Linked DNA regions of Mus musculus: all the other regions are linked to region 3. The links are chromatin contacts, called in public Hi-C and HiChIP or PLAC-seq maps. All regions are on one chromosome and are shown on one strand. The core of a region is the stretch at or near the end of the contact, and the rest is flanking DNA. Distances in the headings are between cores, read along the strand shown.

What was found. A called contact is a pair of places that touch in the nucleus more often than the background predicts. HiChIP or PLAC-seq counts read pairs in DNA pulled down with a chosen protein or histone mark.
Region 1: an H3K27ac HiChIP or PLAC-seq map of extraembryonic endoderm stem cells shows a contact between it and region 3, with 5 times the contacts expected there. The contact joins the enhancer-like site here to the promoter of Rell1 in region 3. A contact is called at or near these places in 5 of 39 promoter capture datasets (the 3T3-L1 cell line, the HPC-7 cell line, cranial neural crest and 2 more), 16 of 484 Hi-C or Micro-C datasets (CD8 T cells, the G1E-ER4 cell line, LSK cells and 9 more), 8 of 115 datasets of contacts at active chromatin or transcription factors (effector CD8 T cells, embryonic midbrain, embryonic stem cells and 5 more) and 2 of 9 other capture datasets (adipose tissue and liver).
Region 2: a Hi-C map of uterus shows a contact between it and region 3. The contact joins the enhancer-like site here to the promoter of Rell1 in region 3. A contact is called at or near these places in 3 of 484 Hi-C or Micro-C datasets (B cells, myocytes and uterus) and 2 of 115 datasets of contacts at active chromatin or transcription factors (effector CD8 T cells and pancreatic cancer cells).

What each region holds. Positions count from the first base shown.
Region 1 is chr5:64,232,523-64,236,776 of GRCm38.p6, reverse strand. All of the region lies in intron 2 of Tbc1d1 (TBC1 domain family, member 1), which reads right to left. Among named protein-coding and RNA genes, the nearest start is that of Gm46913, 13 kb to the left of the region's middle. Within about 2 kb of position 1,321, at least 41 of the 459 cell types and tissues checked have an H3K27ac peak or open chromatin away from gene starts, as enhancers often do. A contact at or near this core is called in the G1E-ER4 cell line, extraembryonic endoderm stem cells and muscle stem cells, where this site is marked.
Region 2 is chr5:64,357,826-64,362,089 of GRCm38.p6, reverse strand. No RefSeq gene overlaps it. Among named protein-coding and RNA genes, the nearest start is that of Gm43837, 18 kb to the left of the region's middle. Within about 2 kb of position 1,394, at least 146 of the 459 cell types and tissues checked have an H3K27ac peak or open chromatin away from gene starts, as enhancers often do. A contact at or near this core is called in B cells, effector CD8 T cells, pancreatic cancer cells and 1 more, where this site is marked.
Region 3 is chr5:63,966,082-63,970,297 of GRCm38.p6, reverse strand. Rell1 (RELT-like 1) reads left to right here and starts at 1,401. Exons shown (of 7, transcript NM_145923.4): 1 at 1,401-1,652. The coding sequence starts at 1,565.

The DNA.
Region 1 (4,254 bases), core at 72-2,571, 270 kb before region 3:
GCCCCGGGAGCAGAGGCAAGACATGCTAACTAAGGACTGGAAGGGAGACAGCCGGCTGGCTCCAGCTGTGGAGAGCACACTGGCATCACGCTGTGTCTCAAAAGATCTAGGACTTCTTCCTCACCATGTCACCCTGACCAATTCTGAGGGTCCCACCTTGTTTGGCACAACCCGAAAAGTCCCTCTTGGTCCTTTGCCCCGGCACTTTGCAACTGCTCTGCTGTCTACTGGTTCTAATAGCACTTGAAATGTATTTTTGTAAGAAAGGAGAGGAGGCAAAGTATCATTTTCATCAAACACTACTCCAATTCCTAGACTGTGATAATATTCTAATGTTATGTTGAGCAAAGATGTAAGTACAAAGAAGTGTTTACACCAAAGACTTTGAACTTGATAAACTGAATGGTTACTACATAAAAAATTCAAATTTTTAAACAATGTGTTGGAGTATGAGGTACAAAAGTACCTCTTCCACTTTGGTTCCCTAGACAGCCAATTTCAAGGTCACTGATTTTCTTTTTTTAGGTTTCTCTTGCAGATGAAACAAACAAAAAATAATAAAAAACAAAATATAGAAAGAAAAAAACCCAAGTGAAACCATGGCATATGTTTTTGTTTGTTTGTTTTCGAGACAGGGTTTCTCTGTGTAGCCCTGGCTGTCCTGGAACTCACTTTGTAGACCAGGCTAGGCTGGCCTTGAACCCAGAAAATCCGCCTACCTCTGCCTTCTAAGTGCTGGGATTAAAGGCATGCGCCACCACTGCCCGGTATGGCATATGTTTTAAAAAAAAAATATGAGAGCCTTCTTACTCACAGTGCAGTCCCCAGACCAGCCACATCACCCAGGCACTCATTAGAAGTATTCCCATTGAGACCAAGAAAACTACAGCCACATTACCTGGGATACCCATGTGATTCATACACACTGGGGCAAAGCCCCCCAGGCTGGTTTTCACAGTGATTTCAGACTAGTAGAAGAACTACAATACTTTAATATCTACAACACAAGGCACCTCACACAGTGGACCAACAGCTTACAATCTGAGGGAAGATAAGCTATGGTCTCTACAGGATCCCCACTGTCCTGGGATAAAAGCTTTTCTGAAGGAGGCCACATTTCACATGTCACCTGTCCAGCCTCACCTGAGCTGATGCCCAGTGTCCCCCACCTACAAGAGACTGCAGTCCCCACACCATACATACTCAAGGCTTTCCCCCCAGGCAAGTCTGTCTGACAAACCCAGCCCCGCCCCACCCTTCCCATTATTCTCTACTCACCCAATGAATGATTAATCAGAGATGCCCCGGGAAAAGGGCAGAGGATAGAAGGGTTTTGACAGAAGGGGACTACTAGGGTACAGACATTCAGTCTAAGATGAGTTAGTGAACTCCTACAAGGAACAGACTATGATTAACCTTGTTGTCATGATGAGGCCTGCTCTGGGCTATGTTCTCCTGGAGACTGTCTTCCACTCCGGCATTCCTTCATTCTGTCTTCATAAGAACAGCCTATGCTTGAGTTATTAGCCCAAGACAATCTGCATCACTACAGGCAGAGACAGTCTCCCCCACAGCTGTACTGAAGTGTGGCTTACTCTAGCTGTGCTTAGCAGAGGCAGCACATTTCCCAAGTTCAAGGGATGGCTTGACTATTATTAAGGAGTTCTTCGCTCTTTATTAAACTTAAGCAGCCACTAATTAAATATAGCATTAATAAATATAAAGAAAGCGCCTGTGCTTTAAGGCTACATCTCATGGACAAACCAACACAGGACTGACTTCAAGCAAGACTGCAAGGTTGCCTATATAAACACTGGCAGCAGGCAGGTGGACCCCTCCCAGGAAAGGGACTCTAAAGTGGCCGTGCTATGCTCTAGAAACCTGAAGAGCAAGTCCAGTTGACCACTGGCACCCAACATGGGCTACTCCAGCCCACAGAGCACCTCCGCAGTGAATAAATACAAGCTGGGAGCCAGGACAGGACTTGCCTGAAGGCTGTGGTTAGGAGCAGCTGATCAAAGAACAAGACACACTTGTACTCTTGAACAACAAATCGCTCCAGGAAAGCAGACTGAGCACAGCCGGCAAGACAGATCATTTCAAACGCTGAAAAACAGCGATGTGACCTTCCTTCCTCACTACCCAAGTCTAGGCTAACACCATCACCTCCTAACAGAGACACTGCAGCCTGGAGCACAGCCTAAGAAACCCCATCCACAGCAAGCAGCAGTGGACAGCACCGCTGCTTTCCACCATCTATGGCTCCTTACTGTAATTAACAGCAAGTCCACACCCAGCCTAGTCTTTAGACCGCTCATTCACCCACCTGGCCTGGAGTGACCTCTCTGCACCAGCTCCCTGCTGCTGGGCCCCACCCCACCCAGTCCTCAAATTTCTTTCTCTACTTCTCTTCCTAGCACTGACCACCAACTAAAACTACTTTGGTTATCATTTGCTTCTCTGTCTCTCTGGATTAGAAAGACCACAAAAACAGGGAACTGGCCTACCTCTCTGCGATCGAACCCCCCAGCTCCTTACAACAGCCTAGCATACAGCAGATGCACTCTTAAGTCCATGTTAGGAGCCTATCGACGAAGACAAAATGTAAAAAGCTTGGTTTTATTAATTTGCATTCAATTACTTATTTAAAAAATTATTCCTTTCCTAAAGCATTTTAAAATATTTGCCTTATAAAACTAAGTGTGAGCTACACATGGTGGTGTATGTCTTTAATCCCAACACATAGGAGGAAGAGGCAGGAGGATCTCCATGTGTTTATAGGAAAACTGCCCTGTCACACACACACACACACACACACACACACACACACACGTGTGCAACCTCCTCGCCCCCCACCCCCAAACGCAAATACTTCAGAAGGCAGAGGCAGGGAGATCACAACTTTGAGGCCAGTCAAGACTATATGGTGACACTGTGTCTCAAAGAAAAACAAAAGTGAAAATCTTCAATGTGCACAGATTTTTAAGGACAAACTTGTTGTGTAAAATGAACCTCTAGTGCATGAGTAGCGCCTGGGACACAGAGAGCACCCAACACACATACTCTCTGAATAAACCACAGGACCTGAAAAATAATACAACCCAAACCCATATGGAAAGAGCTTGAAATGAAGACACAGCAAACCCGCCTACATTTTTATATGCCACTTGCCATTTTCATTTGTCAACTGATATATACACATATACTCAACATCCCGTGACACTAGCAATAGCCCAAGTCACATTCCTTCTGGGCAGGCAGGTTTTCTGAGGTCAGCTTTCACTAACAGATACCCAGAGAGGCAAAGAGTCAATCATCAGACAAGCTCAAAGCTGTCTGGCTGGCTGGGGGAACGTCTGCAGGCTTAGTCTAAAAATGATGAAGCTTGAGACGGTCCTTTGTACTTTTGAATGGGGGACGGGAGACAAGTGTCCCCTGGAAGATTCATGAAGAAACTGTCCTCAAAGCCCTGCCCCACCTTTTAGTCAATGCACACTGGTAGCCACACTCTAATTCATGTCTCACTAAAAGCACAGCAATGGTGTGTTTGTTTAAAAAACCCCTAGGAAACCCTTTTCCATCTAGGCTGTATAGTCCTTCCTTATTACATTGCTCTCTTCACACGAGGAAAATGGCAGCTCAGGTGTCCGTCTGCATCAACACCCCCCACACCCCTTTTTCTTCTCTGCCAGGTGCAGAGCCTCGGTTCCAAAGGTCAAAAGGGAAAGAAATCAGCTGAATGACACACAGGTGTGGTGGGAGGCCCGCGCCCGTATGCATCTGACTGATTTTAGGCATTTTAAAACTGAACATAAAAGCACGTTAGCATTATGTCCATCGTGTGTTAGCTAAGCCTTTGTCTCCGAGGTTAGACCATTCTGTACTATAAAACAGAAAGTCTTTACCATAAACCAAGCACGGGTCTGCACAAGTCCCCATAGAGTGAATGTCCCAAGTGACTTTTTTTCCTTTGTTTTTTTTGTTTGTTTGGTTGGTTGGTTGGTTTTGGTTTTTGGTTTTGTTTTTGTTTTCAGACTGAGTTTCTTGAAGCCTAGACTGGCATACCTAGCTAAGGATAACTTTAAACTCCTGATCTTCCTCCTTCCACCTCCAAGCTGGGATTACAGGTATATACCACCACACCCCAGTTTATGAAATAAGCTCTCAAAAATAAAAGTCACATTCTCCACTTGCAAAATAACACTGGGTAAAAAAAATTAACTCAAGTTGTAATTTATAATAATTGCACCAGAT
Region 2 (4,264 bases), core at 145-2,644, 390 kb before region 3:
TTTGATTGTGAAGATTCTGTGGTTCTGGTTAGCTGGGGCTGAAGAATCAGCTGAGATTAACAAGATACCAGAACTACTAAAGCAAAACCTTTGGATTACTGGGACTATTGATGCTGGTTAGCTGGAGCTAAGAAATTAGTGGTGATTAAGAAGAGACCAGCATCATTGAGGTGACATCTTCTGGGAAGTGTTTTCTGAGAGCACCGAGGCTGTGTTCTAGAGATAGCCAAGGTGGTACCTTGTGCTGCAGTGAGACTTGATAATATGTAAGAGTCAACCAGGTGGTATTGGTTTTAAAGGCATGAAGGGGTCACGCAGAGCAGCTGAGGCTCGGCACTGTGAGAGGCCATGGAAGGCCATTGGTGAAGGTGCAGCCTCAGTTGAAGTTGATGGCCCAGAACTGAAGGGGTCATGTATTGTTTTGGAGATGCCAGTACTATGAGATGACCACCAAGAACAGCAGCAGCAGTGAAGTACAGGCAGCTGGAGCCTAGAAGACAAGATGTGTGCTACAAAGGGCATGGCTGGAGAAGTGACCCAAGCCCTTGGAGGAGCCCAGAAGATCGTGAGTTGGATCCCAGATATTGGACAGTTGGAGTTTAATTATTGCTTTTGATTGTGACTGTGCCCTGATATTTTTCCCTCTTGAAGGAAGACAATATTTTAGTAGATCCCACAGTTAAGAGACTTTTAATTGTAAAAAGACTTTGGATTTTAAATGATATTGGATATTTTGAAAGGATTGAACTTTTAATATGCAAAGACTGTGGGACTTTTAAAGTTATTTAAGATCTTGGGGATGAATAAGAACTAAGGGTTGAGGCTTACTAGTAATGTGTTTGTGTGTCAAGTTGACAAGGGGTCAATTGTTACTGGCTAATTTTGTGTCAATTTGACACAGGCTGGAGTTATCACAGAGAAAGGAGCTTCAGTTGAGGAAATGCCTCCATGAGATCCAGCTGCAAGGCAGTTTCTCAATTAGTGATCAAGGGGGAAGGGCCCCTTGTGGGTGGTGCCATCCCTGGGCTGGTAGTCTTGGTTCTATAAGAAAGCAGGCTGAGCAAGCCAGGGGAAGCAAGCCAGTAAAGAACATCCCTCCATGGCCTCTGCATCAGCTCCTGTTTTCTGACCTGCTTGAGTTCCAGTCCTGACTTCCTTGGTGATGAACAACATTGTGGAAATGTAAGCTGAATAAACCCTTTCCTCACCAACTGCTTCTTGGTCATGATGTTTGTGCAAGAATAGAAACCCTGACTAATACAAAAGGCTTCTTGGGTTTCTGGGGTATCTGCAGCATTTGTGGGCTCAGCGGACCTTTGCAGTTGACAGTTCCCAAATATGTCACGTGAACAATAGTTTCTAGTGAGCTGAGCCTCTTTTGATCTGATCTGCCCAGTCAGTGGTGCAGCACTTCCTGCCTGGGAGGTGTCTGCGGGGGCAGCTGCCTACGCCCCACTGAGTCACAGGAGGAATGTGCTAGAACCTTCTAGAAAAACCTGGGAAGGGCAAAAAGGCTAAAAGGTAATTTTGTTGATGCCTACCTCTCCTGACGCCAGGGAGGGAAGCCATGGTTTCAAACTTTCCTGTTCTTGCCAGGATGGCCTAGGGTTGGCCTGTATTTCCTAGGCTTTCATTACTCTCTCAGGGGCCCACAGAACAGTCACCAGAGAAGAGCTGGAATCTGGGTGTAACCAAGCTGGCAGGAGGGAACATATTCTGAAGAGGGATGTTTATGCCCCTCCCTTTGGCTATCAGATTATTGAAACAATGGTCCCCAAGGAAATGGAATTTCCCTGAATCTCATGACGGGAGAAGGAACAGGCTGTGGAGCCTGGCACCAGTTAGGGGGGGAACTTGTTTCCCAGGAAGAGACTTCACACAGTTTTCGTGTGTCAGACTACGTACTTCTTGTCCAATGTCTAAACCTAAACCTCATGAATTGACCTTGAAGATGGGTCACGGTCGGGGTCATCACTGAATGTTGACATGCCTTCATCTTCCTAGTGAATTAGCCTTTTCCACTCTCACTTGTCTCTTTAGTTGGTCCGTTGAGGATGGTGGCTGAGCCTGGCTTGTTAGGGCTGCCAGGGCCCGGGCTCTGACCCGAACTCAGGTAATAGGGGGAGTGAGAGAAATGACTATCCCTGGTTGGACATACTTCCACAGGCCTGTAATCCTGGCATTCTAGAGGCTGAGGCTGGAGGATTGTTAAGAGTTTGAGGCAAGCCTGAGCTGTATGACAAGACCAGTCTGAACTGAAATGACCTCTCATGGCTGACCTCGACAAAGTAAGTGCATTCCTGCCCTCACAGAGCTGGCCATCCTGGGACCAGAGCCACTGAGCAGGGCTAGGCCTCCCTTGTTTTGACTCTTACGGGGGGAAATGGCCAATGGGTACCTTGTTCCTGAAGACAGTTTCCCAGGGAGATTGTTACATCTCCCTCCCTTGAAAAATAATTCGCTTTCTCCCTTATCACTATAAAATCTTAAAATTAAAATGTCGAGGAGATGGGGTTTTTCTGATACTCCCCTTGGTTACAGAAACACTTTAAGTTTAACCAGTGATGCTGAAACTCTGTTTGTGGACTGATGCTGCAGCCTGTCTTGAATCATTCAGGACCCACTGGGCTGCAGGGCAATGGACTCCAGATGGCAGAACCCATATGCAAGCAATGCACAGCCATCGAGTTAAGGAGCTGATCTCAGGCCTGCCACCGGCCGTGGGGTCGTTTGTTTCGGCCTGTGCTTTCTGTCAGGCCCCTTCAGTGAGTGCATTTGGCAAGGGGTGGCCCTAAGCATAAGGACTCAATGCAGGGGTTCACATCAGTGTGGCTCTACTGGAGGCCAGGCTGGGGCTGAAGCAAACTGTCTTTGGCTCCCACACGGCGCCTGACCGCATTTTGACTGTGGGATGACTTTAGCGTTCACTTTGCAAGGGCGTTTCCCTTTGGCTCCCTATGAAGTCATAGAAATTCTAGCTATTTCTGCAGTGCGTGATTGCCTGGTTATTTATAAGAACCATCCATCGGGACCAAGTGTCTCTTGTGTCTGGAGCCGCTTGCGATATCGTAGTTATAAAATGTTTATTTTCTTAGATCAGCTACAGCTGACAAGGCACTCTGTAGCCATTAAAGTTCTTCTAACTCAAGATAGTTTAGATAAGAACATGACTTTTCTGCTGGGGGTTATAACATTAAGAGAGTGTAACTGTCACACAGACCCTTTGGGACCTGGGGTCCCCTGGTGAGGAAGATTGCTGCCAGCATCTTCTGTTCCCTCTAGCTCCCACCCGGGGCTGGGAAAAAGTCTGAGGAGGCAGAGATGAGGTCACTGCAGAGGCAGAGGGACAGCGCCTATTTACAAACACCCTGGCATAAGAAGCTCCACAAGAATATTTCAGCTTACTGAGGACTTGTCCAGGTTTAGGATTTAAAATGTGCAAGGCCGAATCCATTCGAAGGGTAAGATGGTGGTGCTCACTTGTTGAGTGACTATGGGAGAGTCTTTCCTACATGGGGGCTCCAGAATCTTAGGTTGAGGAGGACAGGCCTTCATCTCATTAATCTTGCTTTCTCCAGGCAGGGACACACACAGAGGCCAGCAAGCATGGAATCTGCTGTGGGAGAGCAGCGGTGGTCAGGGGTAGGAGGACAGATGGAGAACAGGCTTCCCTGGTAGGGTGGTGGAGAGTTATACTAGCCAGGGGTTAGACGCAGTGATTATCTTTTGGGTGATAGGATGTGGGTAGACAGAGCGGGGGAAGGCTTTTCTTCGCTTTTGTACATTTCTGTTACATTTGGGACTTTATTTTGCACGTGCCATCCCTGTCCCCGAGAAGTGGCTTCAGAAAGACCACATATAGAAAAGGTAGAAACTAGGTTTCCCTAGTGTAGACCTTCTCAGCCTCACACATCTCATGCCAACAACCTTTTAAACTCCAGAGGAGCCAAACTCGGGCAATGATGGGCTAGAGTACTTTCCTGGGCAGCCATGATGGAGTCAGTGCTGCATCCCTGAAGCTCCCTAGGCCAGACAGTAGCCGAGGGAGCTCAGGCTGGCCATGGCTGTGGCAAAGCCTGCTCCCAAGTTTCCAACACTTGGCTAGGGAATCTGCCCTCTGATATGACAGCTCTTTGGGACAAAGCAATTCACTCTTAGGCAAAGTCTTGTACACTGTCCTGGAGTCTGTGTTCCTGTTGCACTGGCTTGTGTATAAACATCACCCAGTCACCAGACAATGGGGGAGTATCTGTGTTCTACACCC
Region 3 (4,216 bases), core at 152-2,651:
CATCAATCACTCATTAAGAAAAATGCCCTACAGACTTGCCTACAACCTGATCTTATGGAGATATTTTTTTCCAATTGAGGTTCTCAGACAAATCTCTAGTTTGTGTTGAGTTGACAAACAAAACAAAACAAAACAAAAAAAAAACTGGCCAGCACAATGTCTTTCCTCTGCATTCTTTCTCAGACCTTTCCCTTTGATACATTTGTCAGACTACAGGATGTGCCACAAATTGTGCATAGGATCCATAGTTCCTGTCTTTGACTCAAAGGGCAGGGCCTCCAACCTTCAGCTTCTCTCCCTGGTAATTCTCACATCATTGCTATTTGTAACAGAAGGGTGGAGGGTGTTAGAGAGGAGAAATAACTCCCCCTTGAGCATTAGAGGCCACCAGTCAGTTTACAGAAGGGGCTGAAGACCCACCCTCCATTCAGCTCACATCTGTCAGGACTGGGCTTTAAGGACCTTGTGTGGAGTCTCCACGGATTAGTTAAAACGAGGCTATTGGTTAGTTAAAAGGAAGCTAGTCAGAAAAAGGTACATTCCCCTTTAACAACTACTTCTGCCCTCTTAGTGCATGCTGTCCTTGAGCCAGGAGCTGAGATTAAACCTGCAAGCAAACACTGGAGATACATGGATCATGGTGGCCCAGGTCATGCAGACTTCATGAGCTCACTTCCTGGCCGGTGACATGGGGATAATACTCACCTTACCGAGCTGATGTGAGGATATGAAGACAGAAGTGACTGGAAAGTTGAAGAATTGTTCCAGGGGAGTGTTTGCAAGATGATTAAAACAAAACCCAGTCCAACGCAAGCAAACAACCAGTGTGTGGGGACGTGTTCCTCAATAGAAGTAGCTTAGACAGAATGGGATGGGGACAATTAAAAAAGTTTTTTTTTTTTAATTTATTCTCCTTAATGTTTAAACGATCAACCATGACTTTGAACGTAGCATTCCTTCCTAGACCACTAACGAAGGTTAATTAACTGGGTAAAGACTCCGATTGAGAAAAAAAAAAAAAACATCGCGCCATTCTGAAACTGCTGGTCCTGTCTGCTCTCCATCCTGGGCTTCCTGGCCTAACCTCTGCCTTCCTCTTCCCGCATCTGACTAGTCCCAGGACCCAGGAGAAGGGAGTAACCCGCCCCAGCCTGAGGCTCCCGCGCAGACCCGCCACTTGGCTGGGCAGGGTTAGCCCGCCCAGCAGAGGAGGCGGAGAGGGTCAGCAGTGGGCGGGGCTCGGGGTGGGGCCACGGCTTGGGCGCGCGGCTGACGCGACCCAAGGGTTTAGAGGGGAAGCGGGAGTGACAGGAGAGGCGCGGCCTGGACTCGGGGGCGGGGTCATGCGTGCGGAGGCGGGTCCAGGCTTCAAGGGACCGGGGCGCGGCGATCAGGGGCGGGGCTTCCGTGCGGTGGGCGGGGTCCTGGCGGGTCCAGGCTGAGCGGGTAGGGGCTCGCGGGGGCCGAGCTCCTGCATTCAATCCACCCGGCAGCCCTCGAGCTGCACCGTCTACCCCGACCCGGGACGCCGCGGCCGGGGCGAGGAGGGCAGAGGGACGCGGCGATGGCTCTGTGGGGACTCCCGGGGTCCGCTGTGCTTGCTGCTTCAGTGTTCGTGGGAGGCGCTGTGAGTTCGCCGCTGGTGGCCGCCGGTGAGTGCTTTGGTCCTGGTCGGGACGCCTGGTGAGTTGGGTCTGCGCACGGAAGGGAGCCAGGGGCTCGACGAGTCGGTCGAGCCCACAACCCCGCCGCGCCCTGAGTTGCGCGCGCCCTGCTGTGCTACCGGATCTGGCTCTGAACATCTGGGTGTCCCGGGGTGGCCCGGGCAGGGTGCGGCGCGCAGCGCGGCTCCAGTCCTTCCCCACCCGCCTGCCGGGGTCCCGCCTTCCCTCCCCGCCGCTTCTAAAAAACGGCGGGACCCCAACTCGGATTCTTCAGGATGTCGCTTTCCTGGGATGCCTTCTCCCTAGCCGTGGACCCCTTTCTACTGTCCTGGTCCTCAGAGGCCTCACCAGGCGAATATCTTGACACCCGGGATAGGGTTCTGCTTTCCAGCCTCCTTCCTCGCTTTATTTTCTTCTTTCCTTTTCATTATGTTAAAGCCTTGAAAGTGCCAGTCTTTGCAGGTGGTTATGGATTCTTTTAGTAAGTCGGGAATTTCTCACTCCTTCCCATACATGCTGGATAAATTAGGCCGGGAAAGAGGAAAGACATCTATAATGTATACTGCTTTTTCTTTGTATCAAATCCTGTCATCACAAAAGGAACCTCTGTGGTCGGGGTGGAAGCCACCAAGCCGAGACGCTGAGTGCTGTCTTCAACTACAAGCCATCAGCGGGAGTTTCTAACTGAAATCTAAGAGGTCTACCTTTTACTTAAGGACGCCTTTGCCTTGTGCTCCTGTTTTTATAAGGCACACACCAGGGATTCTTAATAATTGTTTCCCCCTCTTAATTGCCACCTCGCTGCAGTACTTAAAAAAAAAAAGTTAAGCCTTCCTGGCCGTTTGGGGTTACCACAGGCTGATTCTTACGTCAGCAGGCTCTGCCAAGCTTGCCTTCAGGGGTGGCTCCTCTTCAGGCCCAAATAATAAGCAGCTGGAAGGCTTCCAACGGTGACTGTCTTCTCTATAAAATATACGTGCTGCTCTTCTTTTTGGAGAATGTTCTAGTCACTCGGAGCTTTGGAGCCTGCTTCTCATTTGTCCTTTACTTTTTCATGGGCATCAGAACGAGCTAGCAAGGGAACAGGATAGATAGACGATGTGTCTCCTGGGTATTTATTAGCAGATCCGCATTTCCTTCAGCCATCTACCCAGGGGAAAGGGAAGCTGGTGACTCGTTCTATTGGATGGGAGATTTTCCCGTGCATCCTGGGCTTCTTTCCCGAGACTTGTAACTACAACATAGTTTCAACGTAGATTGGAGACTGCAGGTAGTAAGTGGTATCACTTGTTGCAGAGTTTGGAACAATAACAGAAAAGATGAACCTGGGAGCAAGATTGTTACAGTTTAGTAAGTGAGGCATGTAACCAGCCATCATCAGGAGAAATCCATTCCTAGAGTGGGTTTTTGTTTTGCTGGGTTTCTGAACAACATCCGGGTGTCAGGCCTGCAATGTGACTGAAGAAAGTTCTACGGAGTGGTGCTATTAGTAACCTTTTATGAGTGAAAGTTAGTGCTTAAAAAGAATGAAGTACCTAAGGTGGAGAGGATAGAACTTCCAGTTTGTTGGCTGGCTTAGGGCCTGTATCAAGAGATGAGCCTGGAACATCTGGCAGCTGATCTCTTTGGACTCCAAGTCCAGAAGTAGGAAGAAGGAGATGGCATCTGATAGAGACAGCCTGCCGTGTGCTTTAGCTGGGTGCTTCATGTGTATTTTAAAACTTATTCCTCATGACCCAAGATGTGTTTATTCTCTGTAGATCAACTGAGGCCTGTCATTACATAGGCACTGTATCAGTAAGCATTGGTTGGGTGGGGTGGGAGGTAGGGGGAAGGGAGAGGGGGGTGGGGGGTGGGGGGATAAATACAGCCTGTTTGGTTTTAAATTCATCATCTTTCTACTGTCCCCCATGCTTCCCAGAGAAAATAGAGGATAGGTCAGCCTCAGCAACCTGACTTAAATTGTAAGGTAGTTAGTTCTAAGATGCCCAAACATCACATCAGGAGTATGTAGTCATCTGAGCCATACAGTGGAGAACCGACAGAGAGCTTCTCAGAGGGTGGGTGGCAGTCTCTATCACTTCCTTTTTTTTTTTTTTTTTCTTTGAGACAGGTTTTCTCTGTGTATCCCTGGCAGTCCTGGAACTCACTCTGTAGACCAGATTGGCCTCGAACTCAGAAATCCGCCTGGCTCTGTCTCCCAAGTGCTGGGACTAAAGGCATGCGCCACCACTGCCAGGGCTTCACTTCCTTTACTGTAAGCCATCTAGACAGTGGCATTAGAAGCTACTTTGCAAGTAACAGAGCTGCTTTTCCAGGTCCTGCCTTATTTATGTCCTTGAGTTCTCTGGTGACTTGTCCTCCTTGGTCTCCGTTTCTTACCTCTCCTGTCACTGGGCACAGCCCTTGAGTAGAGAGATGGGAAAACAGTTCCAGGGTTGGAGCTGTGAGGGATGCACAGTCCCTGGGCTCTGTGGGCATCCAGCCAGCCTCAGATTCCTCATTTAGATGTTGAAGATATGTTTGATTAAACTCTGGGTTCTCTTTTGGCT